Regions from separate parts of the Anas platyrhynchos genome. Here region 1 is linked to region 2. The links are chromatin contacts, called in public Hi-C maps. All regions are on one chromosome and are shown on one strand. Each heading gives the region's core, a stretch centred on a gene start, on an enhancer-like site or on the middle of the called end of the contact. The rest is flanking DNA. Distances are from core to core; before and after follow the strand shown. Region 1 has its middle 130 kb from the start of TBC1D1. Region 2 holds the start of KLF3 (KLF transcription factor 3).

Region 1 (3,970 bases), core at 72-2,571, 140 kb before region 2:
TGCCGCTTTTCTTACTTGTGTGAAGCCTGAAAAGCTTATGTGTATTTTGTGGGTGAGAGCGGTCAAGTCTTCTCTGGACAAACACCTGGGCAGACATTTCTCAGAAACACTGGACTACCTCTGTAGGGGTGACTGCACCAGAGCATCGCATGTGATGATCAGATTTCTCATGAGATATCGCTACAGGGTTCAGCTAAAGCTAAGCATGCTTTGTGGAGACGCTTCCAGCCTGAGAAAGACTGGGATGTCTGCAGCCAGACCACAGCTCCTCCCACACGTTGTGTAAGAGACGAGAGGACATTTGTGCTGGGTGTGGGATCTGGAGAAACATCAAGGAAGGAGGGCGAGGATTCAGGTCAGATGTGGGAGCAGAGAAGGCAGCTAGAGAGTGCTCTTCAGGGCATGAGAAAGATGAGAGGAGGAGGGACAGGAGATCCTGGCCTGCCCTGAGACAAATGCAGGGTGGAGCGGGCATATATCATTACCCCAACAACTATTTCCATCCTGAACAGCCTGTGGTAGCTCTAGTGAAGAGATAACACCTGCCTTTTGTCTGTGTACTGTAAGAAAACACGTGGAAACTCACTACCAGATCCAGCTAACCTCTTAAGTCTTTTCCCTTGAAGGAGCTGTGGTTTGGCCCACTGTGGAGAAAATGTAAGGACATGCTATGTGGGAAGCTGCAGAAATAAAGCTTTGCTCACTGTTTATGTTTAGGTAGGATGTCTATCAAAATGGATTGCAATTATTGGATAAAATGGACTTCCCTGATATGAAGTGAGATGAGTATTCATGGTATATTGTTTAATGCTTAGGGCCTGAACTTCTCCTGAAGGGAGAAGGGAGATTCTTCTTCAAGAATCTCCCAGGAAGAGGCTCTCCCACCAAAGAAAGCATGGCAGGGCCTTTAGGACCTTTTAGGATGTCACCTTCCACAGTACCGAGCTCAGCAGCTCCCTGTTTGTGTTTGTTCCTCAGCTTCATGTTTGGCTTGGAGGCAAATGAAGATCTGCTGAACCCAGCGGGCGACAGCTGCAGTGAGACAGCTGTAGAAGCAGAGGCAGCAAGGGACGGCTGGGAGGGGGATTAACTGAGTTAACATTTAAAAAAAAATAAAGGATGCTGCAATAAACAGATCAGCCAGGACAGGATCACGCATTGATGCTGAAACTCTGCATGTTATCAGAGCATCTCTTGCTCTGCCCCAGTCCTTCCCCTCAGGTTTCTGTATCTCTTCTACCACAGTAAGGGCATGCCCATGCTACCGCTGTCTGCGTGGGTTTACCCAAGCTGGCTTCAAACAGGCTGGTCTGGAAGTGTGGCCAGGGCAGTCTCTAACTCAGTACAGGCTGCCAAGCATGTCTGGGGTGAGGGGCAGATAAGTACTCGGATGTGTTTTGCAGCCAACACCAATCGCTACATTGCTGTCTCCATGCTGGCATCCATACACAACGGATCCAGGCCTACAGGGGTGTCCTGGTCCCTTATCTGCAAGGACGGGTGTCGAAAGCACTGAGCCCTGGCCTAATCCTGTGTGTGCTGACGTCAGTGGGGATTTTTGTGCTGACACGAGGGAGAGCAGATTTTCTCAACACGCCACGTTGGTGTTTACTTTGCTTCTTCGCATGGAATGACGCTCGGGCCTGTCAGCGGGCTTGGTCTGAGGCGTCCGCTGCCAGCAGCATGGGGACAGGCACGCTGCTGGCAGGTGAGCCAGGTGGGACACGGGGTGGGGTGTGGAGCTGGCATCGCCTTGACCTGGTGAACCAGATCATCTGGAAGCATTTCAGCAGGGCATATCCATGCAGGTTGCTGCTTAATCCCAAGGTGAGTGCCTGAAGCCATGCCATTCGTTTTCTGACCTGGGGTCAGACACCTTCAGTGTGCTAATCCCTTTCAAACACACCCCTGCGTGATTTGTTTGAACATCGGACTGGGTGAGCTTGGTGAAGGAAAGAGATATTACAGCGTCATTGCCTTTTCACTTGTCGGATCCCATTTTCTTTATTCAAATTACTTTTTCTGCCATTTTAATTACATTTTTTATTTGGGGGCAGGGGATTATTTTCTTAATCCATCTCCCCCAAAATGGTACAACTTTTATAGAATAGAACAGAGCAGAAGAGAATAGTTCAGTTAGAAGGGGCCTAGTAAGATTTAGTCCAACTGCCAGACCACCTCAGGGCTAACCAAAAGTCAAAGCATATTATTTAGGATATTATCCAAATGCCTCTTGAACACCAAGAGACATAAAGCACCAACCACCCTCACAGTAAGAAATTTTTCCTAATATCCAATCTGAACCTCCCCTGGTGCAGCTTTGTTGCCATTACAAAACAGCCTGTTATTATTTCAAAATTGAACTTCAAGCATGGGACCAGATTCTTACTTTTTTTTTTTCTTTCTTTTTTTTTTTTTTTTTTTTTTTCAGAAAACCACTTTGCTGAATTTAAAGTCAACATCTTGCTGTTAAATGACTGGAAAAGAAAACTGATGATCAAGCACAGGTTTCTATATCTATATTTAAAGAGTTAAATCCAATTTCCTCAGAAACCAGGGGCTAATCTTCCCCATGGTCTCCAGAATGACAAAGAGTGAAAACAAACTAAAATATATAGAGTTGGATGTTAAAAGACAGTAGTTAGTCAGCAATCTTGTGAACTTTCCCCTGAGTTTTGAGAAACTCGGTTCAGCCTGCCCTTTTGTGCTGACCCCAAAGACTGAAGGCCTCAGAAACCTTCTCCATTGCTGTACTTCAGCAGTGATCCCGAGGGGCATGTTTTCCTTTATTGAGACTGTGTGACTATTATCAGAGTGCCTACATTTTTAGAGACGAGCCTCTCTTTGTGTTAGACACTGTATAAACAGCACTCAAGCCGCCCAGTGACAGGCTGACAACAATGGCAAGATTGTCTGATACTTGCTTTGTATGTAAAAGTGATATGTTTCTTTTTAGGTTAAGTTAATCACATTTCATCATTCATACTTTCTGACCTGTCATGGAATGGCTTTTTATTGCAGAACAGGGAAATGACCGATTTTTTCTTTTTATTTCTATGGGGTTTAAGACCAAAAAGGACTATGCTGACACCTTTTATGTTGTATGGACCACAGAGTTAGTACCAGTGCTTTCTGTGTGAGGTCCAGTAGTCTTGATAGGAAACAATGAAATGGCTTCAGAGAAACATTGTTTTGATATCAAGACTTCATCTGGTGGACAATCCATCACAGCTTTTTTTTTGAGGTCCTCCAGTTGTTGATCAACTTCACAATTAAAGAGTTGTAGCTCCTTTCCAACAGCATTTTTTCTAGTTTCATCTTGCATCTCTGGATCTTACTCTGCCTATGACTGTTAGATTCAGTATCTCCTACTGTGAAAAATATTCTCTCACCATAGAGATAGGGTTGCCCATATTATCTTTGATAATCTCAGCTGACTTAACTCCCTGACTCCGCACTTTTCTCTAAGTCATATTTATCAGAATTCAAAGTGATGTTAGGTTTCTGGTTTAGGGTTCTTCCCAATACCCTGTAGACAGAAATCTACTGGCTTTTGCTGCTTGACAAACATAAACAAGATTATTTGTGTCCTCTCCAATTATCCTCTTCAGAGAATTTTCATACCAAAGATCCTCCTTAAGACAGCTAATTCCTATATGTGGAAGCTTAAATAATAGCTCTGCCTATTTATAGCTATGTTAAGTTTTCCATTTATTTCCATCTTAGTCTTGTGTGTAAGCCTCTGCCGTGCCTGCCATTTCTGAGCAATGAGCACAGCGGGAATTCATGTGACTGGGCACTGAGAAAGGAAAGCTAGTACCTCTCCCACTACCTTCCAGGTTTTGCATGGGCACAGAAAAAGAGTTAATGATAATATCAGGAATAAAGAAGAGGAGAAAAGACATGTTAAAGAAAGAAAAACAAACACAACAAATCACCCCAAAACTTCAGCTGAACAGCAATGTTTATT
Region 2 (4,165 bases), core at 1,140-3,639:
AAGTCACATTTCTCACAGAGGTAATGTAGCTGATAGTAGCAAGTGTTCATTTGTGCATGGCTGGATTTGGTCCTCTTACAGACATCTGAACATCTTATACCTTTTAATTTAACATTTTAATACTGATTTCTTCATGTCAATGACGCACACCTTCACCTCCGCCCACTCTAAGTACCACCTCCTGTCTGCTTATACCAGAAAACTGACTGTGCCACACTCTCCGCCACACTTCTGAGAGTGAATCTTCCATCTCGTGACAAGGGTTTGTGCCATGTGCTACAAAGCAAAGCAAAGAAGACCCAAGCAATAACCTTTATTCCTGTCATACGAGGGACTTGCATGCCACTGGTCTTCCTCCTGAGAGAGAAGTCATTCAGCACAGCAACATCTGAAATGCTGCTGGGATGATGGGCAAAGCAGAGATGGAGGAGGTGTTGTGCTGGAAGATGTTAAGGGCTGCCATCCGCCAGTCCTTTGATCCAGAAACACTTCCAGACCTGGTTAAAACTGCTGGGTCTGCTAACCAGATGGCAAGGACTCTCCACACACCCAGCTTCCCCCTCCTGGCTTTTCAATTCCTATTAAAATCAATGAGATTCTGCTCCTTTCAGAATTGGAACATCTCTTCAAATTTTTGAATTGCTTAGGTACAAAAACCAAACACAGGAAGATAACAAAATGCTGACAGGTGCACAGTCCTGTTTTGCACCACAAAAGCATCGCTCACAACCCCCTCTCTCTTGTTTGTTAATACAAATCCAGAGTGACTTCACAGAACACAGTAAAATTGCACTGGATTAAACTTGGTTCATCTGAGGCCAGAACAAGGTAATAGTTAACAGGAAAATCCAGTGATTTTACCAGGAGGAGCATGCTTGCTACTACGAAATATTTTTGCCTGTTTCAGAATTGGACACCAAAACAACTCTGCCCCCTGACTTCAGAGCTCTAGCTAGCTGTGTAACCTGTGCTAGCTCTCAGAATAAGAGAGTGCAAAGCTGGGACATAACTACTTTATCTGGAGCATGTTTGTGCAAGAAAATTACAGCAGCTCCTTTTCACAGCCCTAACAAAATGTTTTGTGTCTGTCTGTATGTTCTAACACAACAATTCTGTTTATTTTATAGGCTTATAATAAAAAAATCACACTTTATGAGATACATGATAATATTTCAACAATACCTTGTTGTGACATGATACAGTGTAATTATCCAGGAGATACTACAATTTATTGTTGTGTCATTGAGTCATACCCTTCGGGGTTTCAGACTGGTGTCTTAGTGTGCTTTATAAAGCCTATCGGGCTATGTCAGGGGACACATTAAAACATCCTAGAACCAAAGATGTAAACTGAACACGTGGCTGTACACAGCAGAGCGTGCATCTTGAAAGCATTTCTCCCTGTCCTTCTCCCTTCCTTCTGTGTTTTGCTTTTACAGCTTTATTGACTCGGTAATAATCAAAGAGAACAGAAATAACAACCACCAGAGGTGAGTTAGGTTGGGGTCCCAGTCAGAGACTTGAATACAGGCTGATCCCGAGGGGGCTGGAGATGCCCAGCACCCACCGCTGGTGTTACCCACAGGACCAAACGTGTAATCACGGGTCCCACAGGGCGACTTCTCCACCCTTAAAAAGCTTCTCATCCGTCCACAGTTCGCACTGCGGGACGGAGCCTTGCCAAGCACAGCGGTTGCCTTTTGGTTGACGTGTCAGGTACCATTTATCAGTCAGAAGAGGGTAAGATTTTACGTGGCGCAACGAGTATATAACACCTCATATACAACATGTAGAGTGTTGGGGGCAGAACCTTTGCCTGAGCAACAGAGCCGAGACGGCAGGCCGGGATTTTACTTCACTTTATTCCAGCAAACACCGCTCCGACTGAAACCCCTCGGTCCACAGGGAGACAAGCGGCTCCTGCTCCGCGGGCCGTCCGTGCAAAACCCCAGCCTCCAGCAGCGAGCGCCGCCCGGGGCCGCCTCCTGCCTCCCGCGGGGGGCCGAGCCGGGGCCGCCTCAGGCCGCTGCCCCCCGGCGGGCCCCGGCCCCCTGTGCGCGGGGCGTGAGGCGGCGCTTCCCGGCCCGGGCCTCAGGCGGCCGGCAGCGGGCGAGCCGCCAAGCCGGGGCGGAGGCGGCCCCACACCTCTGCCCCACGCCGGCCGCCCGGCCTCGCCTCGCCTCTCGCCTCGCCCCGCTCCCTTCTCCCAGCCCCCGCCGGCCAAGCCAACTCGGCGGCGGCAGCGCCCCAGAGCGAGCGAGCACCTCCCTCCCTCCCTCCCTCCTCCCTTCCTTCCCCCCGGGCTGTGCCGCCGCAGGTCGGCCGGGGTGGGCGCTGAGGGAGGGAAGGAGGGAGGGTGGGGAAGGGGCGCGCTGCCGGGGAGGGGAAGGGAGGGAAGGGAGGGGAGGAGCGGCCGGCCGGGCAGGTTTGTCGGCGGTGGTTGTCCCGCTCCCCGCCCCTCCCCTCCCCTCCCGGGGCTGCTGGCGGATAATGAGTGTCTGCGCGAGGCCGGCTGCCCCTGGGAGGCAGGGCTGGGCGGCGGGGAGTCACGGCGTGCCCGCCTGTTTGTGTGCGCCGCCGCTCGCCCCGGCCCCTCGGCGGAGCCTCCACCCCGCGGGCGGGGAGCCGCCCTCCTGCCTCCCTCCCTCCGTCCCCGCCCGGCCGCGCTCCCCTCCGTGACCCTCCCGGGGAGCCGGGCAGGGCGAGAGAGGCGGCGGCGTCATGTGACAGCGCGGCCCGGTGCCAGCAGCCCGGGGGGAAGGCGGGAGGCAGGCAGGGAGGGAGGGAGGCAGGCAGCGGGGCCGCCCCTCCTCGCACACACACCGCACACACACACACAGAGCCGGAGCCACGGCGCCTCCAGCCTCCAGCCCCGCCGCCCAGCGCCCCCACGGCGCCCTCCGCACCTCCTGCCCAGCGTAAGTGTGTGTGTGTGGGGGGGGGGCGGCAGCCCCCCGGAAAGTTTCCCCGAGCTGCTGTGGGGATGGGGGGGCTCCGGGGGGCTCCGCGCACCTGCCCCGACCCCGCTGGGACGCCCCCGCCGCCACCATCCCGGTGCGGGGTGCGGGGGCTTTTTGGGGAAGGGGGGACAAGCAGCGGACCGGGGGGATGTTCGCGGGTGGGTTCGGGTTTTGGGAAGGTTCCGGCCGAGCTCCAGGTTAAGCCAGGGGGTGGTGGTGCCCCCCAAAACCATATTATCCGCCCCCCTCCGAGCTGGCAGGGGTCGAGGTGAAGTTCAGCCGCGCCGCAGCTGGGTACGGCGGTAGGAGCAACGACCGCAATTTGCTTCCCTTTTTCTGGACGCCGTTCATTTGTTATTATTATTATTATTAATAATTAATTCTTTAAGCCCAAACGCGGACGGGAGCGTTTACTTTGGACTTTTGTCAGATGCGCCTCTCGCACGGCCGGGGGCAGCCCTGGCACAGGACAGCCCAGTGCGGGGGGCGCAGGCGGGGAGAGGGGCTGGGGGCTGCTCAGGAGGGCAGGGAGGGGGGAATAAAATAGGGACTTGCCTCGTGTCCTCCCCTGATACCTCACTCACTGTACCTGTATTGTCCGCTGTGCTTTATTTGCTTCCTAGCCTTTGAAAATGCAGGAAGTGCCACTGTTTGTAGAGCTGAACTCTGAAGGCTTTATTGTTATGAAAGGCTGAATTTGGGTGCCGGATACGAGAGCTTTGAAGGCTTACTTTATTTAAACTGATATCCATGAGTGCTCATTACCTGTATTGAAAACAAAGGCTTACATGGCTGCTCAGTAATGATTTTTTCCCATATAATACTTTTAAGATGCACACTCTTGGTAATTGCATGAGGAACTTCTTGTGTGAGAGGAGCTACATCTGGATTTGATAATCCTGCCTGACCCAGAAGAGATTTACTTCAAACTAACTTTCCTCTTGTATTTTTAAGAGCTTTTTGCCTAGTATAAATACAAAAACTTGAAGCTGGTGTGAGTGGCCTTTTTTATTTCTGTCCAAGCTGGCAAAATACCTTTTTTTTTTCCCCTGCACACAGTGTGGTACAGACCACAAGGGGGACGGGGGCAAGGGCGGGGTGTGTGTGAGGAGGGAGAAGATATAAAGTGGTCTGTGCCTTCCATGAGAAACTGGACAAAATTTGCCCTCGGTAACAGAGCTGTGAGACAGCCTTGATGTGCTGCG

The links. Hi-C and Micro-C count contacts between places; a contact is called where the count stands out from the background.
Region 1: a Hi-C map of small yellow follicle shows a contact between it and region 2, with 2.7 times the contacts expected there. The contact joins the enhancer-like site here to the promoter of KLF3 in region 2. A contact is called at or near these places in 5 of 8 Hi-C or Micro-C datasets (liver, skeletal muscle, small yellow follicle and 1 more).

Annotation. Positions count from the first base shown.
Region 1 is chr4:56,479,357-56,483,326 of IASCAAS_PekinDuck_T2T, reverse strand. No RefSeq gene overlaps it. Among named protein-coding and RNA genes, the nearest start is that of TBC1D1, 130 kb to the left of the region's middle. Within about 2 kb of position 1,321, at least 1 of the 8 cell types and tissues checked has an H3K27ac peak or open chromatin away from gene starts, as enhancers often do. A contact at or near this core is called in small yellow follicle, where this site is marked.
Region 2 is chr4:56,342,063-56,346,227 of IASCAAS_PekinDuck_T2T, reverse strand. KLF3 (KLF transcription factor 3) reads left to right here and starts at 2,389. Exons shown (of 7, transcript XM_027457242.3): 1 at 2,389-2,918.